Regions from separate parts of the Macaca mulatta genome. Here region 2 is linked to region 1. A link is a contact called in public Hi-C data. All regions are on one chromosome and are shown on one strand. Each heading gives the region's core, a stretch centred on a gene start, on an enhancer-like site or on the middle of the called end of the contact. The rest is flanking DNA. Distances are from core to core; before and after follow the strand shown. Region 1 has its middle 170 kb from the start of PLXNC1. Region 2 has its middle 47 kb from the start of PLXNC1.

Region 1 (2,700 bases), core at 19-2,518:
AATTAGCTGGGCATGGTGGCACATGCCTGTAGTTCCAGCTACTTGGGTGGCTGAGGCAGGAGAATCACTCGAACCCAGGAGGCAGAGGTTGCGGTGAGCTGAGATTGCACCACTGCACTCTAGCCTGGTGACACCATGAGACTCTGTCTCAAAACAAAAACAAAAACAAAAACGTTGCATCTTCACCTATATCCTTACTTCTACCAGAATTGTCTTTTACAAGAAAGATGCTAAAAAATTACATGCCAGGGCCAGGTGTGGTAGCGCCCATTGTATTCCCAGCTACTCAGGAGGCTGAGCCCAGAAATTAGAGACTGCAGTAAGCTATGATTACACCACTGCAGTCCAGCCTGGGTGACAGAGCAGGACTCCATCTCTAAAGTAAATAAATAAAAATTACATGCCAGGATAATCAGGCATTTTGCAATGAGATGATTGAACTGCTCTATGTAATCCTCTCAGTAATCAGGAAAATGGAGGGGATGCTGGAAAACTAGAGACAACCAAAAGTAAGGAACAAGTTTTTGTTGTTGCTGTTGTTTGTTTGTTTTTACAGAAAGCAGGTGGGTCCTGACAATGAGAGATTGGTAAGCATGGAGGTGACCTGAACCAGGTTGTAGACCAGGAAGATCCATGAGCATTTGGAACAAGAGGTAGGGACCAGCAGGAGGCAACATAAGCTCAGAAAAACCAAATACAACTTTTTGTTTTGATTGTGACTACAGACAGGTAAATCAAGATATGTCTGTGCACATAACATATCTGAATTTCTACAAAGCATTTAACAAAGTCTTTCTGAATTTGTTTCTGGAGAAAATGGAGGAGCCTGTAGTAGATGATAGCCTCGTTGGATGGATATGTGTGTAACTGAGTGGATCTGCATCCACATGGGAGGAAAGGTAAGACAAAGTGCCAGAGAGGCCCAGTACTCAAACTCCATTAATACAAGTCTGGAGTGCATGGCAAGGAGAGAATTGGACTGATCTACTCACCCAGCTGGAATCTATGTTCCATTCATGGTGCCTTGAAAAGAGACATTGACAGACTGCTACTCATCCAGAGGAGGGCAATCAGGGTAAATTGGAAATTAAGGAACTGATAAAGAATGCAAAGTATTTAGCCTGAAGACCTAAAGCCTTGGGAGGAGGGCTGGATGATGGCAACAGTCTTCAAGTATCTTCAGAATTATTCCTTTAGAATGTTCTATGTGGTTCCATTGGCTGCATGTTTTCCCTAAGGCTATAACATGAGTCAGTGGCAGACTGGAATTGGAACTTGGGTTTCAGATGTGCTGGTTCTTGCAACATAGTGTTCCACGCCAGGCCCCTCCTGATAACAGGCTACTTGAGCACGATATTTTGATTCTGGCTTTTGGGTGATTTATACTTTTGTGAGAATGCATTTTAGGCTCTGTTCAGAAGGAAAAGAGGGTTAGAAGAGGCTGAGGGTTAGAGATGCATGTTTCCCACCTCCCCACTTCCTCCTGGGTCTCCTCTTCTCTTTCCTCTTGTGCTCCTTTCTCACCCACCCACTCTACCCACAATGAATCCTCAATTTCTCTCACTTCATTATCTCAGCACCTTATTAGAAGAAATAGAACTAAACTAATTAAGAGGTGGTTTGGTAGTGGGTAAAAGAGCTCTAAAGTCTAGATTTGGGATCAGATAACCTGGGTTTATAGTCTCTCTCTCTCTCTTACCAACTAACTGAGTGACTTTGGACCCAGTATTTAGTTTCTTCAAATAAGGGGATTTAAAATTCCTTTCTGGTTCTACAATTCTATGATAAAATATCAATTCAAGTGAATTCACATTTTTCAAGGAAAAATCACCCAGTATGTACCTGAAAGACCCTCTGGTCACCAGAGGTTTATATGCTATCCTCTGCCATGCACAGAGCTCTCCAGCCTCCTCTCTTCTCATTGTCTGGGTCCTCTTCTCCCATCTCCATCTGTCTAAATGTCATCATCCTCCAAGTTCAATGTAGAGTTCTTCTCTGAAGTCCAAGAGCACTTGCTGTCTACACCTTGACTAGTTGGACAAGGCCATGTCTTTTGGAGCAGGAAATGAGTGAGTTTCCCACTGCACTATCAGGATTTTTTTCTTAGTAATTATTGATTGATTGCTAACATGCAATAATCAATATGTAATGACAGGACTGAGAATTCAGCAACATAGGCTAGTAAAATAATTATGTGAGAAGCCAACATATCCCTACATCCTCCTCAATTATGTATGTAAGATTAGCCTTGGCAGCCCCGTATCCAGGCACATGTATCATAATGCTTTTAATATTCCCAGAACAGCGGGAGAGACTCAGCTCTGTTCACCAAATCACCATTCAGCCTAACATTCACTGAGCACCAGCTTGGTGCCAGGCACTGTGCTAAGTGCTTTACGCAAATCATCCCACGTGACCCTCACAATCACTGCATGAGGTAGTTACTGTTATTGTCCCTGCTTTATAGATGAAGAAAACAAAAGTTCAGAGGAGTTAAATAACCTTGAGTACTCAAATTAGTTACTGACCTTAGTTACTCATAATAATTGAATATGATATAGTTACAGTAGTTGAAGAGAAGAGCCAAATCCAGGCTGTCTGATGCTAGAACCTGAGTCTTACCTGAGGCACCAGACAGGTCCTTACAGTAGGCACACAGACTTCTCCCTCTTGTGGCCTGGAGTCCAGAAAGAGAAATGG
Region 2 (2,907 bases), core at 391-2,890, 120 kb before region 1:
CCCCTCCAGCCGCGCCCCGAGCCCTGCCTTGTCCCGGCCAGGCCTCCAGCGCCAGGTGCCTGCAGCCCTACACTGGGAGAATTACAAAGCTACTTCTGTCTGATCCCGGGCACAGCCTTTGAATGTCTCGTTCGTTTTGCTCCTAACTGACTTACTGCTCATTTTTATTTTCCTAAGTGAATTTTGAAACTTATTTGCATTTTGTGGAGCTCCTGGTAACAGAGAGAGCTTACCTGGCAGGGTGAGAATCCCGCTAAGGAAGTTGACTTAGGACGGAGGTTCTCGCCAGGGCTCACCCACAAAGTGAATAATCCTATCTATTAGACAAATAATTTCCTTTAAAGCTTGCAAAGGGGGGCAGGCGCGGTGGCTCACGCCTGTAATCCCAACACTTTGGGAGGCTGAGGCCGGCGGATCACTTGAGGTCAGGAATTCGAGACCAGCTTGGCCAACACGGTGAAAACCGGTCTCTACTAAAAATACAAAAATTAGCTGGGCGTGGTGGCTCGCGCCTGTAATCCCAGCTACTCGGAGGCCTAAACAAGAGAATCGCTTGAACCTGGGAAGCAGAACTTGCAGTGAGCCAAGATCGTGCCACTGCACTCCAGCCTGGGCCACAGAACCAGACTCTGTCTCAAAAAACAAACAAACAAAGAGGTTTTCCTGTGTCAAGCTTAACTGATTCTATTTATTTCTTTCCTCTTCATGAAAAGATTGATTCATTCATTTATTTCTCAACTGATATTTTACTGAGTACCTTCTGTGTGCCAGGTACCAGGGTGAAAAAGGCAGAGTTGGTTCCTGGTTTGGGTGGAGCTGATGGTCTAATAAGGGAAGATATATTGAATAAACACGTTAATTGGTCATCCCTAAGATAAACGCTACACAGGAAACACAGACTTCTGGCAGAGGCTGCGACAGGGAACCAGCTGAAGTGCTCAGCTCAATCTCAGGCATCCTTTTCCTCCCAGAAGCTCTCTTCTCACTTCCTGCTGCTGCAAACTGATAAAAATCATAGCCTCCCAGAAGCGGATGGTGAGTCAGTGCATTCAAGGCTGCACATCCCCAGGTAAAGTAACAAGAGTCAGGGTCTGGCTGAAATCTCCTCTCCCCGCTCACACTCCTGGGCTGAGTGCCACTCGGCAAGGCGTGAGCCATTTTGCATGATGAAATCCACATTACAGATTTCTTCTGAGGCCTGATGACTAATAAGGTCTGAAGACAACAAGACACCTCTGGGCGCTGCATCCTCCTCCTCCTCTTCAGTGTTTATGGAACACCTCCTAGGTATCGGGTGGGTGTTCGGTGCCAAGGATGCAAGCAAAACATTAGAGACAAAAGGAGGAATAGAATATGCCAAAGGCCAAGGAGGGCACGAACTAGTGGTTCCCAGAGTTTGAGATTTTATGAGCAGCTAAAAGTGAGAGCTTTATTAACTAGGATCAGACATTGCTAATTAGGTCAAAGGATAAAAGATGTTCAGTCTAACAGTGGCCTAAACAAGACAGAAAATGAAAGTTTATCTCTATCATGAGAGTCCGGAGTCCCACTGAGTAAGGGAAAGGTGAGGGTGAGCACTTTGCTGCCCTTCCTGTGATATTCCCAAAGGAAAGACGGGAGAAAGAGGAGACTCACACAATCCATTCTCCACCCCGCAGCTGCAGCCTGCGTACTCTTTGAAATATGTTATTCAGATCGTTATCCTGCTTCTCATCTTCCTGTGGCTTTCCATAACTGGCCAGAAGCCCTCCCACAACCCCCACTGCCCTGCCTGCCTCCACCACCTGCTCCTTGCTCATCGTACTCTGGCTGTAGCGCCTGCCTTCTTTCTGCAACTTGCACACACCAAGCTCTTCCTAAAGCTATGCCTATGCATGCACAATGTCCTCTGGCTGGAAGGCCCTATCTGCAGCTCCTTCTATGGCTTGTTCATCTCCGCCTTAGGCCTCAGTTCAAGTATCTACCACCTCCTCAGAGCACCCTTCCCTCAAGCCCTGGTGGGCAGTGGCTCTGCCACCTACATAGCCTCATACTCACTCCCTCTCTCATGTTCCTGATTATGTCCTTTTCTTTTAAGAGACAAGGTCCATTCTGTCATCTAGGCTAGAGTGCAGTGCATGATCATAGCTCAGTGCAGCCTTGAACTCCCGGGCTCAAACCATCCTCCCACCTCAGCCTCCTAAGTAGCTGGGACTACAGGTGTGTGCCACCACACCTGGCTAATTTTTAAATTTTTCGTAGAAATGGAGTCTCACTGTGTTGCCCAGGTTGGTCTCTAACTCCAGTCCTTAAGTGATCCTCTGACCTCAGCCTCCTAAAGTTTTGGAATTATAGGCATGAGCCACTGTGCCAGGTCCCTGATTGTGTCCTTGATAGGATTTACCACAATCTGAAGCCATCTCGTTTGTTTGCTTGCTGGCTCTTTGTAAGTGTATGACCTCCTTGAGTAAAGGAACCTTGTCTGTCATGCTCACTTCCATAGCCCCAGTGACCAAAATGATGTCTGGGAAGGGTGTCACACATGCTCTGCAAATTTGTGACAGATGAACTGAACAGGAAAGAAGGATAAATTCATTCAAACTCCATCGAAGATGCTGTTCCATGTTCTGACTGAAGTCGGGTCTGAAGTCTGAGGTTTGTTGAAGGCTTTCAGTGACTTAGATGAATCTAGTATGGTAGTAAGGTTGGCGTGTTCCATAACAGATAAGCCATAAGCCAAGACGTTTACATCAACTCTTGTGTCCCAACTCCATCCCCAACACACCATGAGCTCCAATATGAAAAAAATACTTTTCCTAAGAGTGAGAGGTTTTGAGATTTCACATGCCTGAGTCATCTTCATGGCAGACCTGACTGGGGCTCATTTGCATTATGTGGAAATGATCTTTGGGGGTGTGAGGCTGTTGA

Evidence for each region. Hi-C and Micro-C count contacts between places; a contact is called where the count stands out from the background.
Region 2: a contact with region 1 is called in a Hi-C map of fibroblasts, with 2.3 times the contacts expected there. The contact joins two enhancer-like sites. A contact is called at or near these places in 3 of 14 Hi-C or Micro-C datasets (blood, fibroblasts and liver).

The regions. Positions count from the first base shown.
Region 1 is chr11:101,309,334-101,312,033 of T2T-MMU8v2.0, reverse strand. No RefSeq gene overlaps it. Among named protein-coding and RNA genes, the nearest start is that of PLXNC1, 170 kb to the left of the region's middle. Within about 2 kb of position 1,268, at least 1 of the 40 cell types and tissues checked has an H3K27ac peak or open chromatin away from gene starts, as enhancers often do.
Region 2 is chr11:101,429,399-101,432,305 of T2T-MMU8v2.0, reverse strand. No RefSeq gene overlaps it. Among named protein-coding and RNA genes, the nearest start is that of PLXNC1, 47 kb to the left of the region's middle. Within about 2 kb of position 1,640, at least 6 of the 40 cell types and tissues checked have an H3K27ac peak or open chromatin away from gene starts, as enhancers often do.